2 separate regions of the Rattus norvegicus genome follow, and region 2 is linked to region 1. The links are chromatin contacts, called in public Hi-C maps. All regions are on one chromosome and are shown on one strand. The core of a region is the stretch at or near the end of the contact, and the rest is flanking DNA. Distances in the headings are between cores, read along the strand shown.

What was found. A called contact is a pair of places that touch in the nucleus more often than the background predicts.
Region 2: a contact with region 1 is called in a Hi-C map of psoas muscle, with 4 times the contacts expected there. The contact joins two enhancer-like sites. A contact is called at or near these places in 12 of 12 Hi-C or Micro-C datasets (the A7r5 cell line, the Rat2 cell line, Schwann cells and 7 more) and 1 of 1 datasets of contacts at active chromatin or transcription factors (oligodendrocytes).

Annotation. Positions count from the first base shown.
Region 1 is chr9:52,670,795-52,675,368 of GRCr8, forward strand. No RefSeq gene overlaps it. Among named protein-coding and RNA genes, the nearest start is that of Mrps9, 67 kb to the left of the region's middle. Within about 2 kb of position 2,252, at least 3 of the 93 cell types and tissues checked have an H3K27ac peak or open chromatin away from gene starts, as enhancers often do.
Region 2 is chr9:52,819,006-52,823,459 of GRCr8, forward strand. Tgfbrap1 (transforming growth factor, beta receptor associated protein 1) reads right to left here. Exons shown (of 12, transcript NM_001393981.1): 8 at 3,258-3,401; 9 at 1,095-1,241; 10 at 204-363. Among named protein-coding and RNA genes, the nearest start is that of Gpr45, 23 kb to the left of the region's middle. Within about 2 kb of position 2,491, at least 1 of the 93 cell types and tissues checked has an H3K27ac peak or open chromatin away from gene starts, as enhancers often do.

The DNA of each region.
Region 1 (4,574 bases), core at 1,002-3,501:
CCACAATACTAACAGTTGAGGCTGAGAAGGGGACAGATTGGCTTAATTGATTGATCAAAACAAATTGGATTGATTTGAAAGCCAGTCTCAAAATCAAGAGGAAGGGATTCTTGATTTATCTGAAGGTTGTTACCCCAACCCTGAAAGTTGGTGGACCCTGCCAATAACCACCAGCGTGATAAATTATACAACGCATATTGTGATCACAGCCGAATTATAGTCTTTTTCTAGGTGGAGGGAAAACTGGGAGAATTTGTAGCAATGGAGAAAACCAGGCCAATTAGAAAGAGCAGGACTTTTTTTTTTTTAATTGAAGTTATCTGTCAGTGAAGCTCAGGGATAACCTTAGTTAATGCCCACCAGCGTTACCTGGAGGCTTTGTAAGGAAAGTTGTGGTCTTCTCCCCTGAATCCCTGAGGAACACTACTTTCATGAGTAAGTGTTCTCAGGGGAGGCAGGTGCGGTGAGCATCTGTAGCCCCAACACTCAGGAGACAAGAGAAGCGGCTTGGGATTCCAAGACCAAACCAGGCGCTGTAATGATCTGTATTGACCAAACAAATACAATCCCCAGGATGGGAACCACATGGTTAAATGTCTCAGACATTTGATCCAGCTGTTGCAACCAAATCCATTCCCAGGCAAGCAACATGGTAAGTAAACACAATGGACCAACGCAAGGCCAGTGGGTGGAGATGAAAAAAACCATTGTCAGTAAAAATTGCTGTGAAAACATTGAATTTGGATTTGGGCTCCTATTGGTAATTTCCCGTAGTCCCTTTAACAAGAGATTCCTGTCTATCCAGTGGCTACTTAACCTAAATTACCATGAAATTTAGTCAGTTGTCAGCTCACCCTACTGAATCTCCTTGAATCAAGATAGCGATTCACTGAAGCCAAAACAGAAGGGGAGAAGTGTCTAGTTAAGAGCAGCACTGGCTGGTCTTCCAGAAGAGCTGGACTCTATTCCAAGCACCCACATAAAGACTACCAAACTACTAACTCCTGTTCTCGGGGATCTGATGGCCTCTTCTGGTCATCTTGGGCAATGTGCACACATGGCTCACAAACATACATGCAGGCAAACATTTATACATATAAAAATAAATACTTAAAGAGAATTGCTATTCTTAAATACATTCTTACTTAATAAAGTACACACGTGGCTGCATTTGGCTTCTAAGATACATGTGTGCAGGTGTCGCTATAGACTATAGGATTATGAATGATTTAAAAGCTTGCTTTCCCCGTTATATATGTTTAGAAGTTTATACATCTTGTTCATAGTTGTTTGAATTGATGGATATGTGTGTGTGTGTGTGTGTGTGTGTGTGTGTGTGTGTGTGTGTGTGTGTGTCAGGATCTCATAAAGCCCAGGCTGGGCTCCAACCCTGTGTGTAGCCGTAGATGACCTTGAATGTCTGATCCTCCTGCTTCTACCCTGCATTCTGAGTTTATGGGGGTGCACCATTATGCAGTGCTGTGGATTGAACCGAGGACTCTGTTCATGCCAGCCAAGTGCTGTACCAACTGGGTCCTTGGTTTGAATTCTTTAAAGAGTCACATAATTTGTTAAGCATTATAGAATATGGTAGTTCCCCTCATTCTGAGAGTCCGCATTCCACTGTGTAAGTTATCGGAGCGGAACTGTGGTCTAAAAATGTTAGGTTGAAGTAAACATTTCACACATTTTAAAATTCATTCCTCTCTGAGGAGCTTGGTGAACTGCATCACGATGTTCTGGTTGGAAGGAGCCGCTCCTATGTCCAGCATACTCATGCTGTGTACAATACAAGTTTCTTGGTAGCCATGCCAGTTATTAGGTCAACAACTGAACTGATAGCACAAGGGCTGCTATCCAAGTAACACTCATCTTATTTAACAGTGGCCCTGAGGTGCTAGAGTGAGTGCTAATTCTGTGAATTCAGATAGACAACACCCAGGGATGGAGAGGGAGAGGGAGTGGGGAGGGAGGAGGAAGAGGGGCGGGGAGGAGGGAGTGAGAGAACATTAGAACATTCATGGGCCTTTAATTACAGAATACTGTAATCGTTCTATTATATAATTTTTTTAGTAAAAAGCATATGTGGTTTGTTACCATTCACACTCAGGTATGCAGTGGGGTCCCGGAATGTATCTTCACAGATGCGGGAACGGCTACTGTGCACTGGTTTTTCTATGTGGGAAATAGTAGCATCCTAATTAGTACCCTCATTTAGCCACAAGATGGAGCAGTGTACAACAGAATCAGCAGCTGAACGGCCTGGCCGTGAAGAAGGGATGTCGGCCTCCTACATGGGAGCACAGTGATCCCTGGGCACTGTGTGCCTTCTAACAATGTCGGCTGTATGCATTGTCTTTCCAAATCCTCCCACCTCAGAAACACTCATAAATTCTCATTTCTCTCTTTATGCTTTCATTTGTACCTGAAATTGTCTCACCGTTAAATCCTAATGAAAGACATAACCGGTTAGAAAGATTTGCAGCCAAGCGTCTGGGGCTTAAGAAGCCCCTCCCTCAGAAGAGCGCTTGGGTAAGTCTGGTGTGCACTTCTTCCACCTCTAACCGGTGCAGTCCCCAGAATGACAACCACTGGACATCAGTCGTCATTTCATAACTGTGTTTGATCGATGATCTGAACCACTTGTCAGCTCTCTAAATGTACCAAAAAGTGGGGTGGAGAGGAAACATAGAAGGCATTTGATTGAAATTAGATGAAGGCAACTGCTGAGAGCTTCAGACACCCCTTCCGAGCAGAAGAGGGTGGTGGTCATACAAAACCCGGGTGTTCAGGGATGCTCAGTCTCAATGCAGATCACAGGGTGACTAGATCAGCTTGCTGGCTGACTTCCTTCCTTTTTCCTTTTGGGGTGGTAGTGGTTTGAGACTGTTTCTCTGTGTAGTCTTAGTTGTCTTGGAACCCACTTTGTAGACCAGGCTGGCCTCAAACTCAGAGATCTACCTACCTCTGCCTCCCAGGTGCTGGGACTAAAGGCCTAGGCCACTGTGCCCAGCTCTGCCTAGCCCCCCACTACCCAGCCTGGCATGGTGTCCAGGCTGCCAAGGTGATTGCCTTTCTTTCTTCCTCCCTTCCCCTCTCCCTCTCTCCTCTATCCTTTTATGAACAGGTGAATGGTTTATATTTTGCTTCTCTATTTTTCTAATAAATCCTTGTCTCTAACTCTTAAACTTCTATGATTGTTATGGCAAGAAATTTCAAAACTCTTCTAGCTATTTTTAAAATGCATGGTTTGTTACTCTCTAGCTGTGGTCACCATATTGCACAAAAGAACCTTAGAACTTAAGCCTATCTAACTGTAACTTAGCAGCCATCGGCCAAACTCCCCCAGCCCTCCATTCTATGGCCAACTTCTGAGGTCAGTATTCTTTTTTGTCCTCATGAAGGAGGACAATGTGCAAGGCTTGTCTTTCCAATGCTGGCTCATTTCACTTATTCTAATGCCCTCCAGGTTCATTTAGGCCAGAAGTTCTCAACCTGTGGACTACAACCTTTTGGGGGTTTAGTATCAGAAATCTTGTGTATCAAACATTTACATAACAATTCACAACAGTAGCAACATTACAGTTATGAAGTAGCAACAAAAATAACTTTACGGTTGGGGATCTCCACAGCATGAGAAACTGTGTGAAAGGTTGAGAACCATTGGCTTAAGCATATTGCTTCTCTCAGAAGGATCCTGAGATTCTCAGAAGGATCTACCGGAAGCACCCATTCCTGGCAATGCTCAAACCAGAATGCAGGCTGTGGTGATTTGAATATGCTTGGCCCATGGGAAGTGGCACTGTTAGGAGGTGTGGCCTCATTGGAGGAAGTGTGGCCTTGTTAGAGGAAGCATGTAACTCAGGAGGCAGGGCTTTGAGGTCTCACATACGTGCTCAAGTCTGGCCAGCCTGACAGACCTCCCCCCACCCCCAGGGCTGCCTGTGGAAGGCAGTCTCCTCCTGGCTGCTTTTGAATTAAGATGTAGAGCTCTCAGCTCCTCCAGAACCATGTCTGCTATGCTCCCTGTCATGATGAAAACCGATGATAAACTTCTGAAACTCTGAGCCAGCCCCGATTAAATGTTTGCCTTTGTAAGAGTTGCCTTGGTCATGGTGTCTCTTCACAGCAGTAAAACCCTAAGTAAGACATAGGGTGTAAGTAGATCCTAGTAGTGACTCCATCATAGGAAGTCCTTCCGGTAAGAGCGGAGAAGAGAAAAACTGAGTGGTGTCACAGGTAGGATAATGAGTAATAGTGGACAGAGGCCACTCTGCTCTCAGAGACTCGGAACTGTAACGTTAGGATTCAAAACAAGATTACTGAACGGAGAAAGAAAACAAAATTGCCCAGGATCTTAGCTTATCCCCAGCCAACAGCTGGGGATTATTAGGCTTCTCCTGCACACTGCTGGCATGAAAGGGTGCTCTCCTAGTTGCCGTCATCAGAGCCCACACAATTTAAAAAGCGATCTTCCATTTATAGTCATCACCATCTTTCTGTGGCGCTATAAGCTTCATAATTATAATTTTAATGACCTCATAATATTCTTTCCATCCAGCATATGTTCCATA
Region 2 (4,454 bases), core at 1,241-3,740, 150 kb after region 1:
GATACAGAGTGAGGAAGGTACCAAAGCCAGTAGAAGGTGAATCATAAATGATGTGTTTTACAGCTCAGTCCAAAACCCATCAGGACAGCTCTGAGGAAAGGGGCTCAAGGAATCACCCTATGGAACCCAAACACTGCACTCTGGGACAAAGGCTCGCTCGGTCCCACAGAAGTCTCTCACTGGGATGCCAAGTTTATCCTCACCTTTCAACAAGTGGACACGGTACAAGTCAGACTTCTGGAGCAGCCTGCGGAGTTTGGCCTGTGTCTCGGTGGCTTCTACATCCTTGCCTCCAGTGGGTGCCCTCTGCCGAAGCACTTCCTCCAGGTAGAGGAGGGCAAGGTGGGTGTGGTACTCTTCTTTCTGTGGGAATCAGGGATGCACCAGACAGTGTTTACATGAGGGAGGCAGATTCTCGAATACAGTGGACAGGATACCCTCAGGGACTGGAGACCTCCCAGGAACCCCAACACAGAGGGATATTATAGTCTGTACTGCTATAGCTCGGATGCTAAATGTGTTCCCAAAGCCCATGTGTTCAAAGTCCCCATGGGACAGCTACTGGGGGTGGGGGTGGAGCCTGGGAGGGATGTGGTCAATGGGAAGGAGGGGGACCCTACCCTGCCCTCTTGACTTTCTGGATACAACACTGCCTTTTTCTGCTAAGAAACCTAATAAAAAAGAATGGGACAATCTGTCACAGACTGAAAAACTGTGGGGTAAACTCCTCTGCTCTTCACAAGTTAATTGCCTCGGATATTTTGTCACAATGATGGAAAGATGATTAACGCATGTCAGGGACACCCGGGAGAAAAAGGCTTTAGGTATTCTGTAAATGACACAGCTTCTCCCATTCCCTGTGGGGACAATAACAAAGCGAGGAGGAAGGCGGAGTAGAGATGAGTCTTGAGGTAGAGCATCTACTTCTGCTCCCTCCGGGTCTCTGTCACTAAGGCTCACACGGCCTCGAATAATCAACAGGCAGACTGAGTGACCAGGGAGTGAGACCTGCCCCAAAAGTGACAGTCAGGTTCCCTCTCCTAGGCTGTCAGTGACACCGCAGCCACAGACCTTCTGTTAGGCTGTGTGCTCACCTGCAATCTCCTGTCGATAACGAGATGTTCCAGATACTTAACCAGGGCTTTAGGGTATTTCTTAAGGCAACTAATAATGTCGTCTGGATTAAAACTAGTTTGCTGCTGCTCGTCCAAAGGTCTCTTGGTGAAAACCTGAACTCCAACCTGCAGAAAGAGCAGCAATTCAGTTTCTTGGTCTTTCTTTTGGCCACTTAACAGTCATGTTTTGGCTACAACCATCATGCAGGATGCACTGATAAGCAGGTACAACTTCTCATATGTCACACTTATCTCAAAAACATGGAGGAAAAAATGGTCCAGCAAGAAAGACCAAACAAAGCGTATGCCACGGACAGGAAAGAGGCACTAAGCAACCCTCCCCACACACTGCCGGGATTTCTTTTAAGATGGCTGGACACTAACAAGTGGAGCAGTCACTGGTAACAGACTTTGACAGCCATGCAACAAACGCTGGCACTATTAAGATGATCCCAAATAGAGGCTGTTTCTTGCAAAGATCAAGTGAGAAAATCCAGAAAGTATGAAAACTCACAGTGTGCTCTCGGCTCTCTGAATGCTGTCTGACTAGTAGATTATTTACTGTGCTGGGCTAATCTGCCTTCTGAGCGTGTAGTCCCTGACAGCTTCCAGGTTGCCTTCTGATCGATGCCTGCCATGCGGAGCCCCCGGATCAGTTGTGCTATTACACCTTGTTGGGTTCTCCCTGCACTGACATGTGTACTGTTGCTTGCTCACATGTGTGTATGCACACATGCTCACATACCCTGTGAACCCCAAACATGAGACCCGTAACACAGCTACAGGTTGGACTGTTTCTTGGTTCTGCTTGCCTACATGACCTTGAAAGAATCTGTTAACCCCATCTGTGAACCACGACCTCCAAGAGATGACAGAGGTCACGTGGAGGGTGACACACAGAATAATTCTGTGTGTTTGGCTGAGATAACTCTGTAAATGGAAAGGACCCAAACCTTTCAATGACACTGTATCTGCACTGTAGGAACATGTGCAGGTACATTCTGTAGGTATATGCCCAGACATAAAAGATGAATGCAAGGGCCAGGGAGCAGGCTTAGGAGGCAAAGTCCTTCCTGCTAACTTGACTATTTGAGTTCAATCCCTGAGATACATGCAGTGGAAAGTGAGAACCTTAACTGTCTTCTGACTGCCACACATACAGTATGGCATATGTATATACATGTATGTGCACAAACACACACAAATAAATACATAAATGCAGTTTTAAATGTTTCAGTATGAGAGGAATAGGGACTCTGACCTAGCTTAGGAAGTGGGATGGATAACAGGAGTCCGCCCTGCTCTGTCCTACCCTGCATCAGGGTCTGATCTTATCTCTACCAAGGAAGCCAAGGAAATGGATCTGCTATGCCTGCTGCCTTAGTCCTGGTAACTTGTGGAGCCTCCTTAAGGTCTCTGTCCCTCTGTCCTGAGCATGCTGCCTGGCTCTAGAGCAAGGGTTCTCAACCTGTAGTTCGGGACCCCTTTGGGAGTTGCCTATCAGATATCATGGATATCTGATATTTAATATTATGATTCATAACAGTAGCAAAGTTACAGTTGGGAAGTAGCAATGTAATAATTTTATGGTTGGGGGTCAACCACAACATGAAGAACTGTATTAAAGGATCACAGCATTAGGAAAGTTGAGAACCGCTGCTGTAGAGCCAAGAGCCCACAGCGGCTTTTACTGTTGTCCTCTCTCAGCCTCCAAGATGAGCCAGGTCATGTTCATGACACTTGACACCTCCATGTCCACAGCCTCTCAGAAGCAGAAGAGGACGGTGTGGCCCAGATCTGAGCCACCTCTTGCAAAAGGCCAGTCTGTGTAGAGTAAGAACCTGTACCCATCCCAGAGAACAAAATGCAGACTTCTGTTCCCTGGCAAGTGAAGGGGGAACTGCAGGAGTGTTCTCAGAATACCAGGGGCATGAGAGCGCTCTGCAGGGAGAGGCTTCTGCAGAAACCTCAGCACAGCAGACTACATTTTGCTTATGCTCAAAGGAAGGCAATAAAAGGGGCACAGAGTAAAACAGGGGGAGACCGAATGCAGCTTTTTTCTCTTCCACCTAAAGCTGGGGGGAGCTTTGGTGTCAGATTTCTAGCAGCCATTCCTAAGAGATCCATTTATGAAACACGAACCTCCTGGCTTTTCTGCAACAGCCAGTCAGCATGGGTCCACACCAGCTCTTGGTCTAGGCAGTAGGTAAGAAAATCAACGATGTATTCATACAGGTCTGAGCGTGTGGAGTCCTGGATGTCCCCATTCACAATGTTCACCCACAACTGAAAGGAAATAAAACAAAACCAAGCGTAGAGCTAGAATATTATGTATCTTGCAGAATTCGCTTAGAAAATGCTTGTTTTCTTACTTGATTTCTCATAATTTTCAGAACACACAGGATGAACTGTCCCCACATGAAAATCTATAATTTGAGCATTCACAAGCATGTTGACAGTACAACCTGGATTTTGGGCTTTCAACTGGACAGCTGACTGGGGAGGCTCTAGCTTCCTATGCTACTTCAAAATCTGAAAAACTCTAAAATCTAAAACAATTCGGGCCCTGAGCATTTTGAATAAAGAATGATATAGTACAGAAAGCTATAAATTCTATAATTTTTTGAGAAATAAATCTGAAAACCCAAATGTGCCAAATCTGAATTTTCAAAATTTGAGATGATGCTAAATGTGGAAAATTCCAAACTATCCAACTTGATTTTGAGCACAGACTTATAAAAATTATTTTCATGCTATTTGTGCAAGACAAATTTAGCTTATGCTTGGGTCTTATGTCCAAGACATCTCCCTTTGTACATGCAAATACTTCAAAATCTAAATCTTCAATGCTGTGGCGACCCCCAACTAAAGCTAACAAGGATGCTCAGTGCGGTCCTGCTTTCTTCAGAACGGAATTCACCAGCTACATAATCGAATCAAAGTCCACCGAAAAGTTTTAATGGAGTTTGCACCACTTGCCCCATGTTATTCAAGTATGCGAATCTTTCTCCATAGCTGTGCTAATAGTATTATAACACACACACACACACACACACACACACACACACACACACACACACACACAGTCATTCTAAAGATGCCACTGCTATGTCTTAAAAAATAGACATTTTGTTTGCAATATCCGCGTCTGCTCTTGGCCTTGAGGCTTGTGTTGATGGAAGCTCATTTTCCTGCTTTCTTCACTCTTTATGCCCTTGTGATGCTTTAGCAAAGAGGCTGCAGACTAAACTCACAAAGGCATGGCCAAAGTCAGGGAGGAGCTGGTATTACACAAAAGGCTTACAAGAAAGCTAGCACCCAATGAAGTCTGAGAGGTAA